2 separate regions of the Mus musculus genome follow, and region 2 is linked to region 1. Evidence: chromatin contacts called from public Micro-C data. All regions are on one chromosome and are shown on one strand. Each heading gives the region's core, a stretch centred on a gene start, on an enhancer-like site or on the middle of the called end of the contact. The rest is flanking DNA. Distances are from core to core; before and after follow the strand shown.

Region 1 (6,541 bases), core at 3,947-6,446:
ACATGTAAATCTTGAATAAGAGGAAGAAAAGGCTGGGGATGGGTGGCAAACTGGTCCCTACTCAAGTGCTTCAGGGAGTTCCCAAACCCGAGCTCCAGGGATGCAGTTCATCAGAGTTACAGGCATGGGCAGGCCATCACACTCCACGTTAGGACTGTTTCTGTTTGCATACCTATAAATAGAGTAACTGTCATCACTGCACAGAGCCACAAGACAGAGTGACATGTGTACAAACCCTCACTACGGTCTCAGGCAGAGTAAATACATGCCTGTTGCTAAATTATTATTAATCTGGTGCCAGAGGTCAAACCCGGCGCTTTGATGGGTATGTGCTAAGCCCTATCACTCAGCTTGGCCACTGAGTTAAATCCAGAGGGCATGGCGTTGTTATCATTAAGATATTTTTAGGGAAGATGGCTCAGCAGTTAAGAGCACTGACTGCTCGTCTGAAAGGTCTTGAGTTCAATTCCCAGCAACTACATGGTGGCTTACATCCATCTGTAATGGGATCCGATGCCTTCTTCTGGTGTGTCTGAAGACAGCTACAATGTACACACATACATAAAATAAATAAATATTTAAAAAATGAGTGTTTGCCTGTATATATGTAAGTTCACCATGTATGCCCGGTGCTCATGTCCAGGGAGGCCAGAAGAGGGTGTTGGATCACCTAGAACTGGAGTCACAGGCTGTCATAACCCACCAGGTGGGACTGAGCCTGGTTCCTCAGCAAGAGTAGACAGTGCTCTCAACTGCTAAGCCTTCTCTGAAACTCCTTATTAGAAAACCAGTATGCTCTGGGAGGTTTGTTGTTGTTTGTTTTGCTTTATTTTATTTTGTTTCATTTTTTGTTTTTATTTGACAGAGGGTTTCACTGTTTAGTTTGCTGTCCTAGAACTCACTCTGAGCTAGAGAAAGTAACCAAGGAGCTAAAGGGATCTGCAACCCTATAGGTGGAACAACAATATGAACTACCCAGTACCCTGGAGCTCTTGTCTCTAGCTGCATATGTATCAGAAGATGGCCTAGTCGGCCATCAGTGGAAAGAGAGGCCCATTGGTTGTGCAAACTTTATCTGCCTCATTACAGGGGAACGCCAGGGCCAAGAAGTGGGAGTGGGTGGGTGGGGGAGTGGGTGGGGGAGCAGGTAGGGGACTTTTGGGATAGCATTGGAAATGTAAAGGAAATAAATACCTAATTAAAAAAAAAAAAAGAAAAGAAAAGAAAAAAGAAAATTACCCAGATACAGAATGATACAAAAAAACAAACAAACAAAAAAAAAACCTCACTCTGTAGACCAGACTGGCCTCAAACTTAAGAGATCTGCCTGTCTCTGCCTCCTGAGTGCTGGGATTAAAGTTGTGTGCCACCACTGAATGGCCCTCAGGTGTTTTGTTTGTTTTTTGTGTATTTTCTTTTTACTTATGAGTATATGTGTGGGTCTGTGTGTGAATGTGGGTTTGTTCACATGTGAGTACAGGTCCTCACAGAATCCAGAAGAGGATGTTGGATTTCTTAAAGTTATAAATGGGATTGAAGGTGCCTACTGTAGGTGCTAGCAATTGAACATAAGTCCTCTGGAAGAGCAGTCAGTGCTCTTAACCACTGAGCCATCTCTCCAGCCCAGCTTGCTCGCTCGCTCGCTCTTTCTCTCTCTTTCTTTCTAATTTTTCTTCAAGACAGGGTTTCTTTCTGTAGTGCTGTCTTGGATCTCCATCTGTAGATCAGGCTAACCTTTAACTCAGATCTTCCTGCTTCTGCCTCCAGGGTTCTGGAATTAAATGTCACACACACACACACACACACACACACACACACCATCTTTAGCAGAATTTTGGATGGCTTGATCTTGTATACGTAGCCATGCTGAGCACTCACAAGGTTCCCCACTCCTGGTAACAACTTCTTTCTGAGTTAGGGTATCCACTGCTGTGATGAGACACCATGACCAAGGCAACTCTTTTTTTTTTTTTTTTTTTTTTTTTTTTTTTTTCAGAAATCTGCCTGCCTCTGCCTCCTGAGTGCTAGAATTAAAGGCATGCGCCACCATGCCTGGCTCCAAGGCAACTCTTTTTTTTTTTTTTTAAAGATTTATTTATTTATTATATGTAAGTACACTGTAGCTGACTTCAGACAATCCAGACGAGGGCGTCAGATCTTGTTACAGATGGTTGTGAGCCACCATGTGGTTGCTGGGATTTGAACTCCAGACCTTCAGAAGAGCAGTCGGGTGCTCTTACCCACTGAGCCATCTCACCAGCCCCCCAAGGCAACTCTTATAAAGGACAATATTTAACTAGGCTGGCTAGAGGTTCAGTCCATTATCAAGGCAGGAAGTGTGGCAGTGCCCAGCCTACACTGCACCTTCTGAAAGCTAGCTAGTAAAGTGGGACATCCTGTTTTGAGCAGAGTCTGATCAGTAGGGTTTTGTTGTCTGTTTGGGCCTTATGGAATAAAATAGTCTTGGCTGGCTGGCTGGCTGGCCAGATTATATAGTCTGATCTCCCTGCCTCCAATACCTGCTGGGATTACAGGTATGCAGCACCACACCCAGATCGGTCAGCACCCTTTGTCTTCAATTTGCTCCTTCCCTAGAGACGCTTTTGAGTGGACATCATCTATTTCTTGAATAATCTTCATGAAGCTACTTCTTAGCTTCTTCTTTAAAGATAGAGTCTCACTCTAACCTAGGTTGGTCTGGAACTCACTCTGTAGCCTAGGCTGGCCTTAGAACAATCCTCTTGCCTCAGGCTCCCAAATACTGGGATAGCAGGTATGAAGCACTAGGCCCAGGTTTCATATAATCTTTCTATAAAAAAGCAAAACAAAACAAAACAAAAGCCTTTTTTATGCATGAGACAGGATCCACAAATTTAAACTTACTCTTCCCAAGTTGCTGCGTCATCACAAAGTTCCCTGGACCACCAAGTCCAGGGGGGTTGACAGCTGTGTAGCTCTTTGGTACACAGCCATTTTTTAATGGACAGAAGTATTCAGCTCTCAGCAGTCAGAAATGTCAAAGGCAGCCCTTCCCTCCTCCCATCCTCCCCCTCCCTCCTCTTATCCTCCCCCTCCCTCCTTCCATCTTCCCCCTCCCTCCTCCCACTCCCTCCTCCCATCCTCCCCCTCCCCCCCCTTCCCTCCTCAAGGAGGTAGAACCCGTCTGTCCTGAAGCCAGTGTCCTTATAGGTAAGGGGCTGCTGATAACTGGGGTCAGCACTGAAAGCTGCCTGGCTTAAAAACCTCTTCCCTCCCCGAGGCAGGCGGACTGCCTTTGAACATTCGCCCTTGTGCCCGGCCTGAGTGAAGGGGCTTTCCCTGAGAAGACAGCTCTATCTATAAATACACCACGGGTTGGGACTGTGTGTCCACAGCCGTCCTTAGGGACGCCACACTTCCAGAGAGGGGTGTTAACCCATTGCTTTCCCAGGCTCTTCAGGACCAGACACAGGAACTGAGGAAGGTTAAGGAGAGACCCCTTGTGGAGGTGCTTGTCCTAAGAGAGTGGGAGGATTTGCTGAGAAACCAAAAAAAAAAAGTGCATGTTAAATTTCAAATAAAGTTAAAATCTGGATCATCCCAATACTGTATCCCAGACTCAGGCTAAGCAAGAGAAGTTCAAATTTGGGGTCAGCTTGGCTCCATAGCAAGTTTCCTGTCAATCGGCCCTACCGTGGCAGGACCTTGTCTAAATAACAAATAATATCTTTCTGCCTTGATCAGTGCTGGGAACGGCTGGGGACAGAACCCAGAGCATCCTGCATGCAAAGCTCTGCTTCAGCGCATTATTACACCCCCAGACATAGGGCTGTTTTATATACACACCCACTGCCTTGGGATAGACCCTGCTTCCACAGTTAACATGTCAGCTCCAAAGTGATCATTTCTCACTGGCAGGATCTGTTCAAACTAGACTTGGAGACTTAAGGACTTAAACTAGCTTCTGTGCCCTCAGCACAAAGTGTAACATATAGCCAAGAAACTAGGAAACATTAGCCGGGGGCACCAGGGCCCTCTGTTGTTTTATGGGTTGCAAGACAATATGTTGCTACAACTTCTGTATTTGAGTGTCTTGACATTGGTGGTGAGCCTGGCCTTCAATGGCTGAGCCATCTCTCTAACCTTGCTCTGGTATTTCATTGTTGAAACTAGGGTGGTCTCACTCTGTAGCCCAGCTTGCCCTAGAACTTGCTGGATTTCCCAGGCTGGTCTTGAACCAGTGGTTCCCCTCTCTTGCCTCAGCCTCCCAAGTGCTAAACATGCACTACCATTCCCTATATATTCTCCCCCACCCCCACCCCCCGCCCAGCCTCAGCTGGAATTCACCCTGAAGACCAGTCTAGTATCGAACAACCTATACGTTTTTGTTTTTCAAAGAAGTTACGAGGTTGGACAGGCAAGGCATAGGCAGGCCTTTAATCCCAACACTGCAGTAAGCAATAGCAGGTGGATCTCCATGAGTTGAAGGCTGGCCTGGTCTACACAGTTCAAGCCAGACAGGGCTACCGAGACCCTGCCTCAAAGACAAACAACAAACCAACAATCCATTAAAAGACATATGAATAGAATAAAAAGCATAAAAACTGAAAGCTGTTTTCATCCCTTCCCCACCCCTCCTCAGTCATTCTTCCACATGGAGATGGATAAACATTTCCAAGCCTAATATACACATCAAATTCTCCCATTCTACAGAGGACACTGCCGCATTGAAGTTGAAGTGCTCATGAAAGACCACAGAGCTGGCAAGTGCTCAAGCTGAAATTCAAATCCAAATTGTCTGACTCATAATTCAGCGTGCATTCCTCCCGCTAAGCTCCAGGGTGTAAAATTTTATGGATGAAGAAACCGAGGCTCAGAGAGGTCCCTGGCCATCAGAGCCACATGGTTCACTGCCCAGTATGGGAAAAGCGGAGGCGATGGCATTGGCTGCATGGAGGAGAGGGCCTTGGCTTGAGCAGATCTGAGTTTGCTCAGGGCTACATGGGTCTAGTTTGCAAATCCCCTTGCTGGTTCGGGGCTAGCCCAGGTTCTTCGAGGACAGGCTCCAACCAAAAGGAGCCTGCCAGAGTTGGTGGGGTCTCGAGCCCCGGGGCGGGCGCGGGAACCGTGTCCACAGCGTGGCTGCAAGCTCTTTAGCTGTACGGGGCACCCGGGGTGGGTGGTTGAGTCCGGCGCGTGGCGGGCGGGGCACGGGTGGCGTGGGGCGGAGCCTGCCGCGGGCGGCGCTGTCCTGGGGCTCCGGGCCGCGGTGGCCACTACCAGAGGCAGCTGGAGAGAGCGGGCGCAGAGAAGGTAGAACCTCCCCGACCCCCCGCCTGGGCTCTGACTGTCTCAGAACAGCGGACCCTAAGGCGAATTCCTGGGGAGGGGGTCTGGTCCCTGGGACTCCGAGTCCCATCACCCGGGCGAGGGCTTGTGCCAAGATTCCTATTAAGTCACATAGTGAAGTTGGAAAACATACCCAGGACCTCCCTGCACGCCGGCACAGCCGGCTCTTCCCTGAGGGGCTTCGGGAAGATGCGACCAGACGCCTGTACTCTGGGAACGCAGGGATAGGGTGTCCGGGAGGGATGCGGGTGAGTGCTCTTTGCACAACTCAATCTGTTGTGAGAGGTTGAGGGAAAAGACACCTGTTGGGATGTTTGGGGGGGGGGGGATGCCGTGAAAACCCTGGCATTCTGACAGGACAGCATCTCTCCTCTGCTAGCCCAGCCCTTACTAACCCTCCCTCCACCCGTCCACTCTGCATTGGCTCATTTGCCTGAAGTGAGCCTGGGGTGAAGGGGTTAGCACCCTGCAAGTCACTTTCCTTGGTGTCACTGGCCCACAAGGGGGTGTGACCAGGAGCAGCATAGGTTTGTGCTCAGCCAGGGTCCACCGTGACTTCAGGATGCCCACTTCCAACCTCATTTTCCTCACCCTGGGCGTGGAGAAAGGACAAACATACATTTGTGCGGGGGGGGGGGGGGGTGTCGGCTCCTGCTCCCCTATGCAGGGGAGGGTGGGGTGGACTTTTCCAGAGAGGGAGCCAGGCCTGGCCCTAGCCCCAGGAGTTCTCGTCACCCCCCACCCCTCACTTCTCCAGAGAGCTGCCAAAACCAGCTCAGGACAGGATTATGTGTACTGGGTAGACCACGGAGAGGCATCAGGGACAGACTGGAGGAGCAGAGAGGCGCAGAGGGAGGTGGAGAGGGGACCAGCATCAGACAGGTTGTGTCCATCACACACACCCCCCATCCTTCCAGCCTCACTGGGCAGGCAGAGGGCTGATGAGTGGGTTGAACAGGGCCACTCGTCCATCAGGGAAGTCGTAGATTCAGTGGCTGGCTCAACTGAAGAAGGACGTGGTGCCTTTTACCTCCTCCCTAGCTCCAAGAACTCAGCTCAGCCCATTTGGTCTCCTCCTCAAATTCCCAAGCCCTGGGGTCCCAGGGAGGGGGAGCAGGACCTAGCTTTGCCCCCCTCTCTGTCCTTTGCATGCCCTGATCTGGCCTACTTTGGCCAGCGATCCTTGGATTCTTCTCATGGTGCCATTCAAAGG
Region 2 (6,969 bases), core at 987-3,486, 170 kb before region 1:
AGGGGTTACGAGAGGAATAAAGGAAATATAGATGTTTTGATAGGGGCAGATGTGGATGGATAGAAGAGTACAAAGTAAACTCATATATGTCAGATAGTTGATGTTATTGCAGTGCTGACATCAGACCCAGGGTCTGAAGCATGCTAGACAAGTACTATACTACTGAGCTGAATCCCAAGTTCTGGTCTTCTGTGTTTATGTGCCTGTGGAATCCTGAAAACAACTCCAAGGAGTCAATTTTCTCCTGCTGCCTTAGGGGATCCTGGAAGCAAACTGGTGCCGTTGTAAAACACCTCTACCTACAGAGCAGGCCTTCATCTGAGTTTTGCCAAAACTGCCAAAACTATTCAAACAGGGAAAGGACAGCCTGAGAGCTTGGTTTGGTGGTTCAGGCCTGTAATCTCAGAATTTAAGAGATGGAAGTGAGAATATCAGGAGTTCAAGATCATCTGCATAGTGAGTTTGAGGCCAGCCTGGGCTACGTGAGACTCTGCCTCAAACAAAGCAAATAATAGTATCAGGAAATTGGATATTCATGAGCATAAAAATGAGTTAAAGTTGGGCATAGTGGCACATGCTATAGACTACCAGAAGTACTTTCTCTCTCTCTCTCTTTTTTTTTTTTTTTTTGGTTTTTCGAGACAGGGTTTCTCACCACTGCCCGGCTTTTTTTTTTTTTTAAAGATAAACTTATTTTATTTATACGAGCACACTGTAGCTGTCTTCAGACACACCAAAAGAGGGCATCAGATCCCATTACAGAGCCACTATGTGGTTGCTGGGAATTGAACTCAGGACCTCTGGAAGAGCAGTCAGTGCTCTTAACCACTGAGCCATCTCTCCAGTCCCAGAAGTACTTTCTCTTACCTAACTGCATTTGATGTCCCTTATCTAACCTCTATCCACTACCCCCACCTTTCCCAGAGGAACTGCCATTCCTTAAAAAAAAAAAAAAAAAAAAAAAAAAAGTTTTACATTTTATTTGGGGGATGTGTAGTGGGGAACTTGCCATGGTAGACAAGTATTTATTAAGTACTTAATTGTATGAGTGTTACTGTAAGTATAAGCACTAAGCGTGTGGTGGCTATTCCTGGTTATCTACTTGACTATATTTGGAATGAACTACAATTCAGAATTGGAAGGCTCACCTGTGATCCTAATCTGGAGGCTGAGATATACAATTTCTGACCTGGATCTTGGCACGGAGATCTTGAGGCATAGTGGCTATAAATTCCAGAAAATTAAGACTGGGGGATCTTTGAGTTGAAGGCTTGGTGGCACACACCTTTCATCTGGGCCACACCTTCTGCTGGAGACCTACATAAGGACATTGGAAGAAGGAAGATTCTCTCTCTCTTCTCCACCTGCTTGTCTTGTGGGACTGAGCAACTGCTAGATCCTTGAACTTCCTTTCATAGCTGCTGCTGCCCATTGTTGGGACTTGGACTACAGACTGTAAGTCATCAACAAATCCCCTTACTATACAGAGACTACCCATAAGTTCTATGACTCTAGAGAACCCTGACTAGTACAAAGCCTAAGTTAACTTTTATGAATACGGTAGATGATACTACAAGTACAATAAGGAAAAAAAAAAGAAAAAAGAAAAAAAAAGTGGGACTCTAGAGCGTCAAGTATCAAAATTAAATAGGGCGGCCAGAAAGGCTTCTCTAAGGCTAATTTGAGCACAAACCCGAAGTAGAGTGGAGTGCAAATCTTGTAGTTTTCTTAGTAAAGAGCCATGCAAGGCAGAAAGCGACAAGCGAGAAAGTAGTCTGGTTTCTGAGGCTGAGCTAGCAATTGGAATACTGTTATCCCTAGAGGTTAGGAAGTGAGGCAGGTTTTGGTGTTTCATTGGCGAATGGGAAGCCAGGGGATAGCTCTGAATCTGTTCTTTTTTGTTGCCTGGTCTCTGGTATCGATTTTAAATTAGGGAGGCAAAGTTAAGGGAGGGCAGCTAATGCTAGAGATCACAATTTTTTTTTTTTTAAACTAGAAAGGACACTTTGAGTACGAATGTGGACGTCCTTGCTTTTAGTTCTAAGTGATAATCTTAGCGCACTAACTCTTTGGACCCGAGGGAATGTGATGCCAACCGATTTCTGCTCCGGGAAATAATGCCCGAACTAACGTTGGCATCGCTCCGGGACAACCCGCGGACTAGGCTTTAGGATCCCGCGGCGCGTGCGCCCCGCGGCCGGCACCTTGATACCGCGGCTGCGCAGCTGAGGCCCCGCCTTCCGTAGTCACGTGCCGTAGGGACCGCAGCGTGGCGGTGTGTGGCGGTAGCGACGGCGGGCCGTAGGGCAACCGGAAGGTTTCCGGTTCCGGTGTAACGTTCGGGCTCCGTCTCAGGGGCTGAAGTTTGTGAGGTGAGTAGTGGCCCCGCGCCCGAAAGGCTGTAGCCTTCGGTGCGAGCGGCTGGACAGGGCGGGAGTGCTCGGCGGGAAGCAGGCTGGGAGGACTCCCTGGTTCTGTCCGGGGAAGAAGTCAGAATGGGCTGGCTGAAGGCAAAGGGCGGGGGCGGGAAGCAGCAGGGTGGGCAAACCTGCCCTGAGGTGAGGAGTTAGCGCGGACTCGGTGGGGCCGGGGCCAGGTGGGAAGATAGCAAAGACCGGAGCATGGGGTTCCAGGGGCTTGTAGCGTAGAAAAGTAAGGAATCCCTTCGGAAGATGAGATTCTGCTACCTGCTCATTCAGAAGACAGCGTTCTGCCTCCCTCCCCTTCCCCTTCCCCTTCCCCTCCACCCCCCAGCCCCCCACCGACGCTGACGCCCCCTCGCTATTAGAGTTGAACATCTGGTTAGTGACAACTCTACTGACTGAAACTTTCTTATCCATTGACTGTTTCGTTTGCACATTCGGGTCGAATTTGAAGACATCCATTTGTTAGTATATTTCTTGAGCTTACATCCAATATGCTTAATATGCTTCACCTATTACTCTGGATTTTGAAAATTGCTTAAACTTTCTAGCCTATTATTCAATTGTAGTGGGTTGTAAGTCCCATTAACATGAGGATTCTTGGCTGTTTTGTTCACTGCTGTGTGTGTCCTTACATGCAGTAAGTATTCTGCTTGACAAGAAATAGTAACTTAAGTATTTATTGAATGGAGTGTTATACCAGATGTCTCATTTTCTAAGATAAGTATACTGAGGCTCTCGGGAATTAACTTGCTTTCCTAAGGGCTTATGAATGGTGGTGCTTACTATATTCTATCTTAAATGGGCTTTCTTCTCCACTTTTAGTGCCTGTGGTTGCTTTCTTTTTGATAGGCAGTATACTGCTATCTCATGATGGCCCAAAAAAGCTATCCCAGGATTATTCATAAAAGTTGTCACTGAGAAACAGCCTTCCAGATTCATTCAGATGTATTAAATACTGTGTATTGACAGATCTTATGAGAGAGAAATCTGTCAAGAATGTAGGAGCTAATTAGACTGCATCTTTTTTTTTTTTTTTTTTTTTTTATGACAAGGTCTCATGTAGCCACCGGTGATGTTGAACTCTGTAGCCAAGGCTGGACTTGAACTCCTGATTCCCCTTGTGCTGGGATCACAGGCTTGTATGATCATTCTGAGGTTGCATTTTTTAGATGTCTTTAAACATCTTGAAAGAGTAATTCCCAGATCATACTAAGATGCATGGCAGTGCTAAGAGGAGGTCTTATGGGAAGTTGAGGTCGGTGCAGTCAATAGATTGACATGCAGCCATTAGGAAGAAAATCAGAAATTAAGTTATCTTTATGCTGGTGAAGATGTTGAGATTTAAGATTACCCAAATGTAAGCATGAATAGTGTTGAAATTTTTCTCCAACTGTGTTAAGTAATAAAAAAATCATGTTGGTGTATAGAATACTTACCAGCATGAATAAAACTACAGAGAAAGGTGACAGCATTCTTAAGGATTATGAGATTTAACACAGGAGGACTGACTTGAATAAACCCTCTTCTTTGAATCCGTTAGACAAGTTTTAGGTCAAAGTTAGGTTAGAGAATGGCTTCCAGAGCAGAAGTTGACTTCTAGATTGACTCTTCAGATGTTCTGTTTGCCAGTCTTTTGTGTGACAGGGTCAGAGTTAGAACCCATTCCTCAGATTACGTTATTCCTAGTTTGTTCATTCTTTAGATAGCAATGATGACTGATGCTGAGTTAGAATTAAAATATCAAATGAGTGGGGCATGGTTGTATGCTCCTAGAATTTCTCACTGGGCAAGTGGAGACAGGAGAGTTGCCAAGTGTTGAGTTCTGTATGAGCTACATTGTAAGACCGTATCTCAAAAAAAAAAAAAAACAAAAACAAAAACTAATGGACCCCTTCCTTCTGTTTTGAAGCTTGGTTTTAGGGAATGTATTTCCCTTCATATGAAGTGGAGAGATGTGCTTGGGGTTGAAAATAGGAATGGGGAAAAGCACTCTTATTATGCTATTATCTTGATTGTTTTGTTTTCCTTTTCTCTGACTCTTGCTTGGTTTCTTTTAGGTGTAGTTTTTTTGTCCCATTGGAGCTCTCATTCTCCATTTTCTCCGAAATGGCGCTGTCTAAGCGGGAGCTGGATGAGCTGAAGCCATGGATAGAGAAGACGGTGAAGAGAGTGCTGGGCTTCTCAGAGCCCACAGTGGTCACTGCAGCCTTGAACTGTGTGGGGAAGGGCATGGACAAAAAGAAGGCGGCTGGTGTGTACCTCTCTCACTCTTCTGACGTATAGTGATTCCAAACACTGATTTGAACTTCCCCAGGTTGTCCCTGTTAGGAGCATTAAAGGAAAGGTGGTGCTAGCCCCCTTCTCCTTTTGTTATTTGCTTGTTTTGAGACAAGGTCTCCTGTGTAGTTGTGTCTGACTTGGAACTCCTTAGAGATCCACCATCCTCTGCCTCCTGAGTGCAGGGGTTAACAGTGTGCACCACTCCCTCCTCCCCCTTTTTTATTTAAAAGACAGGGTCTCATGGAGCCCAGTCTGGCTTCCAGCTCACTAGCTGAGGATGGCCTAAGACTTATGAGTCTATTTCCTCTACATCAGCAGCTCTCCAGCTGTGGGTAGTGACGCCACAGGAGTCAAATATCAGATATCATGTATATCGGGTATTTATAGTACGATTCATATTGGTAGCAAAATTACAGTTAGGAAATAACATCAAAATAATTTTATGGTTGGGGTGGCCACAACACGAGAACTGTGTTAAAGGGTGGAGTCATCAGGAAGGTTGAGAACCGCTGCCCTACATCCTGAATTCTGTGATCACAAGCATGCACCACACCTGATGTATGCAGTGTTGGAGACTGAGGAAACCAGGACGTAGGCAAGCACTCTACCAACTGAGCCACACCTCTCTCCCATTTTCTCCTGTTACAATGGGAAGAACTTAAAAAAAACCAATTTTTCTCTTATTATTTGTGGTACATTGTAAATTACAATCTTTGGTTACCATACCAAATCACCTAAGTCAAATTTGCTTAGGAAATATACTACAATCAAAGATTGCTTCTGATTGACATCTCAAATATGAAAGTATAAGATAAGTGAAAGGTACAGGGAGGTAGGTTTTGTTATGGGAGGTCTTCCATAATTTGTTGTTGTTATGAATTAAGGTGATATTTTATCTTAAACTGGTTTTAGGGTGCTGGGGGTTGCACCCAGGCCCTTCTACCTGCCTAGCAAAGTATTTTCGACAGCGCTACTTACCCAACCCTCATTTTAAACTGTGATGTTCAACTTAAGCATCAAAAATGGCTGTACTACTTTCTGCTCCAAAAAAAGAAAAAGAAAAGAATCTTTACCTCATACAGCAGGGTCATTAAGTATACCAGAAACTGGGAATTAAGTATATCAGAAACTGGGAATTCTGCAAAGAAAATTGTTTTAGTTACTATGAAGACAGGGTACCACACTTGGGTCCATTGCAAGAGCAGTATGTGCTCTTAACCATCTCTAGTCCCCTACAAAGAAGTTCTTAAAACTTTGCTGGGCAGTGGTGGCACACACCTTTAATTCCAGCATTCAGGAGGCAGAGACAGGTGGATCTCTGAGTTTGAGGCCAGCCTGGTCTACAGACTGAGTTCCACGATAGCCAGGGCTACACAGAGAAACCCTGGCTCAAACAAAATAAAACAATAACAAAAAAAGTAAAAACTTGGGCTGGTGAGATGGCTCAGTGGGTAAGAGTACCCGACTGTTCTTCCAAAGGTCCAGTGTTCAAGTCCCAGCAACCACATGATGGCTCACAACCATCCATAACAAGATCTGACGCCCTCTTCTGGTGTGTCTGAAGACAGCTACAGTGTACTTACATATAATAAATAAATAAATCTTAAAAAAAAAAAAAGTAAAAACTTTTCCCCTCTTTTTTTTATTGTCTATTTATTACATCTGGTACTGGACTGTATGCTTTGACCTTTTTAATCTATGGCCTCTTTTTTTCCTGCCAGATCACCTGAAACCTTTTCTTGATGATTCCACTCTCCGATTTGTGGATAAGCTGTTTGAGGCTGTGGAGGAAGGCCGAAGCTCAAGGCATTCCAAGTCTAGCAGTGACAGAAGCAGAAAGCGAGAGTTAAAGGTAGGTTATGGTTTGTTATCTAAGAAGCTCAGCAGTGTTTGGAACGATAAGAAACGTGCTGAGCTTACCTCGCTCACACTTGGCATCTACTATTAGAACACCTAATATTGGGTATGGGGATATAGCTCATTAATAGAGTGATTGCCCGGCATGCATGAGGCCCTGGGCTCAGTCCATTACTGCAACAAATAAATAGATAAAAACAACAACAAAATAGAATACGTAGAGGGAATCTTAGAATTAAAGTAGAGGAGTAGGGTTTTCATTATCATGGTCTATGAGTGAAGTTCATTTGAAGTAGTTCAAAGAAGTAATTGATAGTCTGGTCCTTTTTTCACATGTGGTTTTGTTTTCACTGTTCCCTCCTTACTACTACCTATAGATTGAGCAATCCAAGAATCTTGGATTGCT

Evidence for each region. Hi-C and Micro-C count contacts between places; a contact is called where the count stands out from the background.
Region 2: a contact with region 1 is called in a Micro-C map of muscle stem cells, with 4 times the contacts expected there. The contact joins the promoter of Prpf3 here to the promoter of Adamtsl4 in region 1. A contact is called at or near these places in 16 of 39 promoter capture datasets (the 3T3-L1 cell line, the C10 cell line, HPC-7-derived erythroid cells and 11 more), 2 of 484 Hi-C or Micro-C datasets (embryonic stem cells and muscle stem cells), 4 of 115 datasets of contacts at active chromatin or transcription factors (the HPC-7 cell line, bone marrow-derived macrophages, embryonic stem cells and 1 more) and 3 of 9 other capture datasets (adipose tissue, liver and pancreatic islet).

What each region holds. Positions count from the first base shown.
Region 1 is chr3:95,686,572-95,693,112 of GRCm38.p6, reverse strand. It overlaps Adamtsl4 (ADAMTS-like 4), which reads left to right and starts at 5,196. Exons shown (of 18, transcript NM_144899.3): 1 at 5,196-5,292.
Region 2 is chr3:95,851,152-95,858,120 of GRCm38.p6, reverse strand. It overlaps Prpf3 (pre-mRNA processing factor 3), which reads left to right and starts at 2,236. Exons shown (of 16, transcript NM_001316751.2): 1 at 2,236-2,372; 2 at 4,484-4,677; 3 at 6,428-6,558. The coding sequence starts at 4,533.